Regions from separate parts of the Rattus norvegicus genome. Here region 2 is linked to region 1. Evidence: chromatin contacts called from public Hi-C data. All regions are on one chromosome and are shown on one strand. Each heading gives the region's core, a stretch centred on a gene start, on an enhancer-like site or on the middle of the called end of the contact. The rest is flanking DNA. Distances are from core to core; before and after follow the strand shown.

Region 1 (5,690 bases), core at 1,791-4,290:
GGAATCCTAGCATTTTACTGCATCCCATTTCCAGGACTTTGGCTTTGCTCTTTTCTTAAGTAAATAGGACTATAAACTTTTAATTCTGAAAACCCATTTTTGGTAGAACTGGGAGTCTACCGACCTACTGTATTGAAGCTTTCAGTCTCAGCCGAGTGGCTCTTTTCAAAGTATCTCTTAGCATACATTTGGTTCATAAACCTTCTCGGGATGCTAAGAGGATAAGTGACTTTCAATTTGAAAATACATCACAAGGTATTCAATCTCTTATGGTTTAAGGAACACCCTGGTCAAGGTCTTACAACATTTACCTGACAGTGATTTTGATAAACAGATTCATCACTGGGTTGGAAAAAGGCCAATATGAGATGGCTCTTGGATCAGTTTCCAGTGGTCATGTGCATTGGCAGAGGGTGTGGGGCCTGTCTGACCTTGTTTTCACAGGATATTTCCCCAGCCGTGCTAGCTCAAACACTTCTGTTGCTTATCTTCACTGACCAAACTGAACGCTCTAATTACCCATTGATGGTGGTCTGCATCAAAATGACGTTTGTTTTTCAATTTTGAGAGAAAACACGTATGAATTCATATGCATTATATTGATGTGTATGTAGAAAACGTGAAATTTACCTTTAGCAATAGCAGTTCAGCTTAAAGGAAAGACATAATTGAAGCTGTTACTTTAAGGTGAATTTTATATGACCTAGGAGTGAGGTGTCCTGCTTCAGAAAGACAGTTTTAGGGTGGGGCGTAAACGTTGAGTCCTTCTGAGCTGGACAAGTATCGTTGACGAGTCATACTCTTCCAAGAGCTGCCACAGCCATGTATAGTCACAATATTATTTTTCCAAGTGGAAGCATGCTCAAACATGGACGGCCTTGTGCTATTGAGACACAGGCTTCTTAAGTCTGTCAGTGGCATTCTGGGAAGCAGCACATGTAGAGAGCTGGAGGGGATCCATAGCACAATTTTGGCGTCAGATTTGGCCCCATGTCTATGCGTCCATTCTTCCATCACCTTTCTCAACTCTCTTTTGGCCTCAGTCACTTGAACCTTCTTATTGGTGACACACCCATGCATCCTGTCCTTGGAGACTTTGAACTATTTCCCTATTTAACCACCAAACATCTTCCCATATTTCCTGTACTTTCTCCGTTCACTACTTCCCACGGCATAGAGGTTGTCTGTATTTTTCTGGGTATTTTCTTACTGTCCCGCAACCTACAAGTGTGGTGATTTTAGACTCTTCTCCTCCCCATCTCCCCAAATGCTGTAGCACCAGCCCCTAGGTCAGTGTTTGTTCCATAGCTGATGAGTCATGATTCATAAATCTTTTGAGAGTGAATTGGTGAAATAAGAGCTTTTGAGACATAACCACAGGCAACCGGAGTTATTAGCACACTCTGCACTCCTGACTTTTCTTACATACACTATATTCAAAAGAGAAAGGATATGGGAAGACTCTGTTCATTCTTATGCTGAGATGTATACCATCTTCACTGCCTGGAAACTTAGGGATCTTCTGGAATGGGAGACACTACCTGCGCGGATTCAACTTTCTGCTAATTTTTTATTTCAAGTCTTTTTGAGATGGATGCTTGAACCCAGAGTAGCCCCCGCTGATGTGGCAGTCTATGTGTCCACAACCTCATGCTGCAGCTTTTATGAAAAATGAGTTTTAACACGAGAGGCAGTGCCAATCTTTCATTTATGTCGTGGACAAAGCCATCTTGATTCCTCTGATCCCAGGCTTTGCCTTCCTGCTTCAGCACGAGGGTCTGCGCATGCTCGCCTTACGTAATGCTTTCGCTCTGGTCGAGCCCATCTCTCTTGTGGAAACAAATGCCAGAGTGGCCATCTTGCCCCACTGATGATATGCCATCATTTGTCTAGATCTTCAGGCAAGTCATGATCTATCGAACAAATCCTCTCACTTGGGAACATGTTTGTTTTCTTGGTGTTTCATCTGGAGTGCGTGTTTTCTGTTAAATAGATTTCAAACGATTGGCAACATGTGGAAATTATGTATCCTTTTAGATGAATGTTCTGTATGTCTTCATTGCGAACCTCCAAACATCTGTTCCAGAGGCGTGACTTTTATTGACAGTTTACTATTTGGCACACATATACGCTTGAGAATTGAACACAAAATGCAAAATGTACAAATACTACTATTTTTTTGTAGGATGTACCTGCTTTGAATGTGGCATCTGGCACTATTCCTTCTACCCTGCTGAGAAGAGAAGCACCCGTCTGATTAGGTGCTGTGATGACGGTCTTACTGACAGATTCCCCGATACACAGGCAGAGGGATAGGCCATCTTTAGCTAGCATGTGCTTCTGTCTTAATGCGTTTCTTTAATTGTCCAATTTGCTTTATGTTACCAGGTGGTTTTGATTAATGATCCCAAACAAGTGAATTTGTGTAAAGAAGACAGAAAGAATTATAACTCAGATGGTTGCTTTTAGGTCAGAACAAGTTACAATAAAAAATGCGTAATCTTGTTACTGATGCAACATTAATTCTTTCCATATCGAGGGGGAAGAAGTGTCTAATTAAAATTCTAACACTTCCCCCTCCCTTTAATCTTCCCTCATACCAGAAAATAGCTACATGAGTGAAATCTTTCCATCTCTAGACATGGCGGGTATTCATAGAAATACCCTGAGTGCGGCAAAACTGCAATGAACAAGGTACACCCGGCTTCTGGATCTTCTTAATTTTCTTAGAAGAAAGAAACAACCCTGTCCTGCCCTGCCTGCATCAGCAGGTCAGAAGCCTCAAATCTCTGTGTCTCCCATTTCTGTTGTTCTAAAGGTCTTTTACTTAAAGACTTTCCTTTTTCTACCTTAGCACAAACTGTGCTTAATATGGGACAAGAATTGTTCTAATGCTCTACAAATATTCTTCTTTTATGGCACTCCACTTTCTTTCTGTCTTAGTCGCTGTTCTGTTGCTATGAAGAGACACTATGACCATAGGGACTCTCATAAAGGAAAGCATTTTTTTGGGTGGCTTACTTAGAGTTTCAAAGGGTTTGATTGTTATTATCAAGGCAGGGGGTGTGGCAGGGAGCATGGCACTGGAATTGTAGCTGAGAGCTACATCATCCTGCTTCTTAGGCAGAAAGAGAGAGAGAGAGGGAGGGAGGGAAAGAGGGAGGGGCGGAGGGAGAGAGGGAGAGAGAGAGAGAGAGAGAGAGAGAGAGAGAGAGAGAGAGAGAGAAATTGAAACCTTAAAGTCCAGTCCTATTGACACACTTTTTTCAACATGGTTACATCATGTACTCCAACAAGGCCACGCCTCCTAATTGTTCTATAGTCTTTCAGGTAGTCGCACTTCCTGATGACTGAGCATTCAGATATGTAAGCCATTCCTGTCATCCTGCCATATTTTCAAATTCTCCTGTCATCCTGCCACACTTTCCAACTCACTTTTCCTTCTTCTGTGTTTGAAACTTATTCATACATTGTGAATTTCCGAATGCAGCCCGCCTTCCAAACACTATACAAGTCCAAATAGTGACGTGCTTTGTCAGAGTGAGCACTGAGGGGGCCTGTGTGTAAGGCTGGGGAAGTCCTCTGTATGGCGAAAATCACTGACCCTGCTGCTGAATCAGAGTCACTGGTGGCCGCCCAGACGTCCTTGGTGCTCACCAGGGCACATATTTTCTGCCCTTTGCACCCTTCCTGGGGAAAGCTGAAGCAGAGAGAAAAGCTCATACCCAGGAGGAATGAATAGAGTGCTTTGCAGTCAGTCATGAGAACAAAAGACTTCTATCCGTCCCCTCTGAAATAAAACATTGAACATGCCCTAGTCCTGCAACAAATGAGTTGGTCACCTAATTTTTCATGAGGAAATCATGGTAGGATAATTGTTACAAGAAAACATTCTTAAGTTCAATGCAATGGAAAAAATGATTTCCATGCCAAGTCTGTTACTAAGAGAACAGCAGTAGACTCAGAATGTGTAAATGAGGGTCTTTGCCACATAGGATCAGCGTTTCACGCAATACTGAGCACACAGTAGGTGCTCACAAGATAGTTGTTGAACAAATGATTCAGTCATTGAGGTGGTTTCTGAAGGTTCAGAATGATTAGCGTCATAACGCTGAGTTGCAGTGGGGTGTGTTTGCTAAGTGTGCGTTGATATTCTTACTGATATCTAAGAGTTAGGGATGGGATCACAGGACTACAGACTGTTGGGACTCAGGGGGAGGGAGGGATGCTTTATTGTTCTTTCGCAAAGGTCAGTGCTGGGGAGTATTCATTGTGGGGAAGACTAAGGAACATTTGGGCTGAATGTCAGGGGAAGTTTTTGAAGAGAAAAGTGTGTTAAACTACATAACAGAGCCAGAGCCGGAGATCCCTGAGGATGGATGGAAGTCTCCAAGGGCGAGCAATTTACAGAGAAAGTGGACAAAGTCCTGGAGAAGTCAGAGTAGACTCACATGCCTTGGGGACTGATATACCAGGAGCCTTGAGAGTTTTATCTTGGTGTTGATTATGCACAACTGGGCTGGACTGGGGGATCCTCAGATGCAAAGTCTGCACGTGTGTGGTGGGAGAATAATTTTTTTTTCTAATTTGGAGGATATTCCAATGACACAGCATGCTGATAGGGTACTGGGGAAATTGGGCTGCACTAAGGCCAGGTTCTGGGAGGGTAGTTAGGAGGCAGACGATTCACACTGACATGCTTTGAAATGGTGTACTTATCAACTATTCATACGATTAAATATAAATGTCTACAACAAAGGACTGCAATGCAACTCTAATTAGAAAAGTGAATTAGTAAATTCCTTTCAGGTCTATGATTCTCAGAAAATTAAATTTGTGGCCATTGATGCTACATAGCTTAAAAGTACTCACAATCTCTAATGTCCCCTGGAGCTAAAAATCCTCTAATATCAGCTTACATAATGAAGCCTTTGTTACAGCTCAGACTCGTTTATATTATATAGAGTGCTTTGTACTGTGTATTTTTTAAGTTAATTTTAAAAGTTGAGCTATTTTCCTCTAGGAACTGAAGCAGCAGGTCGTGTCATAGAACTGTTTTATGGAACAAAAATAGTTTCAACTAAACCTCCAACATAAATCTGGAAAATGTTTTTTGGCAACTTTTTTTTTGTTAACTTAACCCCAGAGCAAATCTGGTGCCTTCACCTTCCTAGTGCTATTAAGTTCACTTGCCATTAGGAGGGTTCATTTAGAGAAGAGAGGTCGAGGAGGGCTCTTCCCCGTGTAGCCTAGTGACCTGGAAAGTGGCTTACAACTTCGGAGAACGATACTACTGATGGAAATGAACAGCCAGCCTTGACGTTATAGATTTAGAAACGTGAAGGAGGAGAGCAAAGGAAGGAGGGATGGAAAGAGAGAGAGGAGGGGGCATTCCTAATTGTCATTTTGAATTCCTGGTATTTTTCAGTTGTTTTAAGAAGTTTGAATTTGCTATGACACCACACCATCTAAATGTGTGCACTCATTGCTTATTTTTTTTTTTTTTTAGTGTGCTGTATGAAAAGAAGCAAGGAAGATTAGTAACTATTGCCAGGTGATTTTAGATGGCCTGACTTGAAACCTAGGTTACATGGAAGATCCACATGTGTATTCCAAGGGTGAATCCTAGGGTAGGTAGAGACAGTGACTTCACAGAAGTTGAAGGAAAGTCACAGAAAGAGAATTCTTGG
Region 2 (5,690 bases), core at 2,097-4,596, 510 kb before region 1:
TCTAGCCACTCGTCTATAAGAAGCGTCACAAAGGTCTGGCTGTAAGAACAGTCAGTAAATATGTTGAATGAAGCCAAGCAGTGAACTGGCGTGAGTGTTCCCATACAAAAGCTGCCCAGGGGCATGTGAGGTGAGGTAGGTATATTTTAAATATCGATGGATGTGGCCAAATAGTTCTTCGAAACAACAGCAGTGCATTTTTTTTCTTGTTGAACTAGAGTACCTAAAACTGTATGCAGGTTTACTTAATTTCTTATGAAAAGGTTAATTTAGGGCACCCGATTATTCATATTTTAAACAGTTGGGAGGAAAATGTGTTGTGCTGAGAAATGTTGCATATTAAGGCTTTGAGATTGTTGCTTCTTAAGTTGGTGGCAGTTAGCCAAGGTGGCCAACACCTATAATCCCAGAGCTTACGAGGCTAAGTGAGGAAGATTGCTACAGATTTGAGGCTAGCCTGGGCTAGACGGTAAGATCTCCAAACAAACAAGCAACCAGACTAAAACTTTCATTTAAACATTGACCAGACAAAAACAATTTAGGGATTATGTTTTAGATAAAGGAAAGAAGAAATATACAAATAATAGAAAAAAATCCAAATACTGGGCAATACAAAGGAGATTAAATGAATAGTGTACACCTGTGCTCGGAATACTATGGAGTCTTACAAGGAATGAAGCACCAGAAAGATGCTCCCATGTAATTAAGGAAAACACATATGTATACAATCCTGTTTTCCTGAAGCTGCAGTTTCTGTATATGCATGTGTGTTTTTGAGCAAGAAAAATAGAGAGAAAACATGGGAGCTACAAATCCAAATGCAATTGTGTTCCCCCCAAAAGTAAATGGACTGGGATTCTCAGACAGGGAGTCTTTATTTAATACATTTAAAAAAAGATTTATTTATTTATTTCATGTATATGAGCACGCTGTCCTTGACACACAGAAGAGGGCATCAGATTCAATTACAGATAGTTGTGAGCCGCCATGTGGTTGCTGGGAATTGAACTTATGACCTTTGGAAGAGCAGCCAGTGACCTTTGAGCCATTTCTCCAGTCCCCTAATAAATTTTTTTTTTAAGGAAGAAAAGATGAGTTATATGGAAGCACAGTGGGTCACTTGGCAAGCACATAGTTAATCAACGTGCAGGAAGCTTCCAGAATTTTTTCTTTTAGTAATTCTTAGGCTTACAAACTAGGTTAAGCTAAGCTGGTGGTTTCTGATCTTGTGGTAGCCATGGACTGTGTGCTTTGCATACAGGCTTAGGTAGAATGTAGGTGGGAAGGCAGAGTGCTTGCTGAGATGGGGGTGAGGGGGTTTTCTCCGCCTTCCCTTTTCCTTCTTAATCTTTTCACAGCTCCTAGGGCTCTCAGCAACACAGTTTGAAATACGCTGGTCTCTTCCTGGGATGCCTTTGATTTAGTCCTTCCTGAAGGTCAGAGGGATGTGCCAGTTCTGTGATTTTAAAATACAGAGAATAAAGGATGCCTAGAGGTAACCCCTGAATTCCATCTTGTCTTGCAGAAGACATTGGGATAGGAATCACTCACACCATGCTAGATGTTTCCGGATGCACAATAAGGGGAGGGTGGCTTTTGGTTTGCATTTCTTAGCGTTGGAGTCGTCTCTTTTCACTTCTGATACAGAGGGTCAGTCTGCACCTATGGCTAGACAACTAGAACTCCCGTTAAGGTAATGTCTGTAAGTCCTCCAGTCGCCGCTCCACCTTTCTTAGTTATAACTAAATAAGCAGATTTTACAAGTGAAGTTGCTTTATTTTTATCTAAGAATATGTCTTTTCCAGACGCAAGCAACTGAACAAAGAAACTGCGTTTTCTTTAGAAGACTTAATATTTAATAGTGGAATCTGTCAAGAATCACTTTTAGGACATAAATACAATCTATTCACTGTTTTAGGCAAACACTCAAAATTTCAGATTATGTACTCCATTAGAACATTCCTCAGTGTTACATATTGTTATGTTTGGCTTGTTATAATTTATAAAGTTTTGATATAAACACACTAACTAGTGTGTTTGAAATAACAGAAAAATACCACTACTCACATAAATCAAATGTCTGTCTGTCTTTTAGGTGACTTAATCACTCACCACTCTCTCTTCTTTCTCTCCTTTCTCTTTTCTCTCTTCACAGAAAAAAAAAAAAAAAAAAAAAAAAAAAAAAAAAAAAAGACAAACCATGTTGAGGAAGAAAAAGAAATCTCTTTTTTGCCCATAAGGTGGCACTGTGGCTCTTTTAGTCTTTCAATCTGTGGACCCAACCGGTATTTTTCTCCTTGTCTTCCTTCCCCCACTGTTTCCAGGTGATCCTCAATTAGATTCTCATAAAAATGAGAAATAATTTCAAAGGAAACTTGATACTTACAAGTTTGAGGTAACCTGCAAGCAGCTTCAATTTTTCTGTTTAGCCTTCTTTTCAAGAATTCCCCCATTCCCTGCTTTGCTTTTACAGTAGTTTCTTACTCGAACTTTGGTTATGGTTTATGGCATTTTATTTATACTCTTTGTGCTCTCTCTATATATATTGGTGTACCTAGCAGTCTCTTATGAAGAAGTAACGTATATAAGGAATTCTTGAAATGTTTCAGGAAATAAGCTCAAATATTAGCTAATTGTCTTTTACTAATCCAGTTTTGTGGTGTTTGAATTTTCTCTTTTCTAGCCAACTTTTATATTTAAGTTGATCCGGCTCTCCTTTTTACATTTCTATAGGTAAAAATTAAAGAGCATACCTTCATTTATTTTTGAGTAGCATTCATGACATATACGTGTGTGTGTGTGCATTTACATATATTTATATAAAAAGTATTCATTGGATTACTATTTTTTTTAATGCTCGTATTCAAAAGTATGTGTCTATATAAAGTTGCTATTTTCCGTATCAAGGTCCAGAGCGAGCTGAGTTCCAGTCCGCTGGCAGACCACCGGCCTACATGGATCTCTTAATGGTGGCGGCAGGTGCTGGGGACAAAGCGATAAGGCCGGTCCGGTGGGGCTCCTGCTCTGGTGCAGAGTTGGTGTCCAGAGCGAGGGGCCGGAGCCTTTAGCCAGCTTGGCACAGTAAGCGGTCCTTTCTGCCTGCTGCTTGCTGGGTGGCCTGCGGAGCGAAGCCGTGGGGCGTACTGAGGAGGGCAGCAGGGTCGTGGGGTATGACGGGTCTGTTGGCCGTTCTAACCATCAGGGGGAGGAAAAGGAGGGAGAAAGAGGAGGCTGGGGAGACAAAACTAGAGAGTCAGTAATCACTAGTAAAAAACAGGTAATAGACTGGGCGGCGGCTAGCAGTGGGAAGAACGGAGGATGCGGAGGGAAACCAGGCGCTAGAAGCCGCCCGCGGTGTGCGGGACTCTGCCGCTCGGCCCCAACTGTGGAACTCCCGGGTCACAGAGCACCAGCAGAGGTGACCCGAAGATTGACTCCAGAGGGCCGAACCTGAGTCCGGGAGCCTGCAAACTGGGGCTGGGGTTCCGGCTGGTGTCCAGCTAACCCTGCATCCGGGAAGCAGAGCGTCCTGCAACGAAGTCTCCAGCTCGGACACTGCCAGGGATCATCCCTGCAACGGTGCCCGCTGAGACCCGGAGCTCATAGGGATTTACAAACCTCACACTAACTTCCATGGATATGCAAAGTGCATCAGAGGGGTGTGTGCCTCCCAGGAGGTAAACGCAAAGCATTCTCCACAAAGAACAGTGCCCAGTCTATACTGTAAATCCATGCTTTCTTAGTGATAAGCACCCCGTTCAGTGAATAGCTCCTGCCAATCCTCTGTGAGTATTTAATGATTATTAATTGTCGAGACACCTTTCACCCGAAAACGGCCTGTCTGAATTGTCTTTCTTCGCAGAGAAGTGCGAATTAAAGTTTCTTTGTTAGGGAGAACAAAGAGAAATCCTAACTATTTTAAGGAGGCTTTAGCGTTCGACTTGGCAAACCGTTTTTTTTTTACCCCCCCCCCCCCCAAGAGATCAACGCTCTTTGACTCGCCCCCACTCTGTCACAGCCTCGACAGAGTTGTCTGTGGGACTAGGCTGGTGTTCGTGGGCTGGATCCCTTCTTCTACAGATTAGCAATTTAGAGTTAAGAAGTTTAGAAGCCCTTTAATTCAGCCCTTGACATGGGAGGTAATTGAGATCTGGAGAAGTTAAGGCCATCTTGCAAATTTGTTCCCCAGCCAGGAAGGGTCACAAGGTCTGGGCTCCTTGGAGAAGGGAGAGTTCCCTGTTCCCCGGTGTTCTAAATTTAAGCTCATCTACTCTTGGTAGCCCAGTTCAACTTCCCTCCTTCAAAGTTTGTCAAGAAGGGAATAGCTTCCTCCTTTTCATTAGGAAAAAAAATGATTTTCTCTTGCTGTCAGCTTCATTCTGACATAGATCAGGAGTGGAAAAGTGTGTGCTATGGAATAGAGTCATTAGTGAATCCATCTCGTTTTTTGTTTCATTTGACAGCAACACATTAAATTAATCCCTGTCCAAAAGAATCACATTAAGGGAGCTGTCAATGCTAATCCCCAGCTCATTGTTGTCGGGGTTGACTTTAATAGGTCGCGCTGACATTTGTTTCTTCCAAAAGACAAGAGACATGTCGGTGACTTCATCCAGACCGGAGAACGTTCCCTTCAGAAAGTAGAGGGAGCGCAAGTTTTGCAGACGGGGATTCTTTGGACTTCTGGCTTTAGGGTTCCAGCCATTGCTGGGAATGTTGGTTCTCCTTTAGCCCTTTGAGCGGAGATGCTTCTAACAATGAAAGGGAGTGCAGGATCTCTCCCACCAGGAAAACAAAACAAAGCAGCAACCCATTGAAGGAATAAAACTTGGACGTTGTTATTGTTTGTGTACTTCCGGTCTTAAACACCACCCTTCTCTAGAATTAGACTTGATTGTGCTCTAGCTAGAGTTAAGATAAATTAGAAAAAAAGGTTGAGAAAGGACGGATTACATAACCAAGGAAAGACAAAGGACCAGAAGCAGGGCTGAGAAAACTAGAAAAAAATGTATCAGTCAAGGCTCTGCTGAGGGTGCTGAGAAAGAGAAACATCTTGGCCAGTCTTGGCAGGAATTCAGACAGTGAGAATATAGGAAGCGCAGACATTAGAGAAAATACATTACGCCAATATGAAAACACCCCTTTAGACGACATTCATAAACTATGACTATAAAATGTCCATGTTCTCTCTCCTCTTGCCCCCACCCCCACACAGTGATGTGGATCACCCCGCTCTGTGCTTATGACATTTATGAATTCCAGATCTCAGGGTTATATATCAGCCTTTGTTTGGGCAACTAAGAAAAAAGCAGAGGGTGGATTCAACCTTGAATCATTTAACCTGTTTTTTTTTTTTTTTTTCAAATAGGCTTCCCATTTTTATTTTCATAGATATTTGGAAAGATTTTTTTGAGAATAGAATGGGAGCTAAAAATTGAGAAGTGGCCATCCATTATTTACCAGGCTTATAGTAATGATTAGTAGACAGGCACTAGACAAAGTGGTCGTACATGTCTTTACTCTAGTAGAAACATGTTTTTTCGTATCGCAAGGTGACATTACATTTTAAATCCTTTTTATCAGGTACAAACTCACCTTTGCCTGATCCCTCATCCCTGGGGGAGGGGGAAAAATCTGTATTTTCAAGTAAACTTAGTGTAGTTGTGCCTCTTTTTATGGTTTTAAGCACT

The links. A called contact is a pair of places that touch in the nucleus more often than the background predicts.
Region 2: a contact with region 1 is called in a Hi-C map of Schwann cells, with 4 times the contacts expected there. The contact joins two enhancer-like sites. A contact is called at or near these places in 2 of 12 Hi-C or Micro-C datasets (Schwann cells and frontal cortex).

The regions. Positions count from the first base shown.
Region 1 is chr5:50,616,996-50,622,685 of GRCr8, reverse strand. No RefSeq gene overlaps it. Among named protein-coding and RNA genes, the nearest start is that of Map3k7, 530 kb to the left of the region's middle. Within about 2 kb of position 3,040, at least 7 of the 93 cell types and tissues checked have an H3K27ac peak or open chromatin away from gene starts, as enhancers often do. A contact at or near this core is called in Schwann cells, where this site is marked.
Region 2 is chr5:51,130,842-51,136,531 of GRCr8, reverse strand. No RefSeq gene overlaps it. Among named protein-coding and RNA genes, the nearest start is that of Map3k7, 21 kb to the left of the region's middle. Within about 2 kb of position 3,346, at least 5 of the 93 cell types and tissues checked have an H3K27ac peak or open chromatin away from gene starts, as enhancers often do. A contact at or near this core is called in Schwann cells, where this site is marked.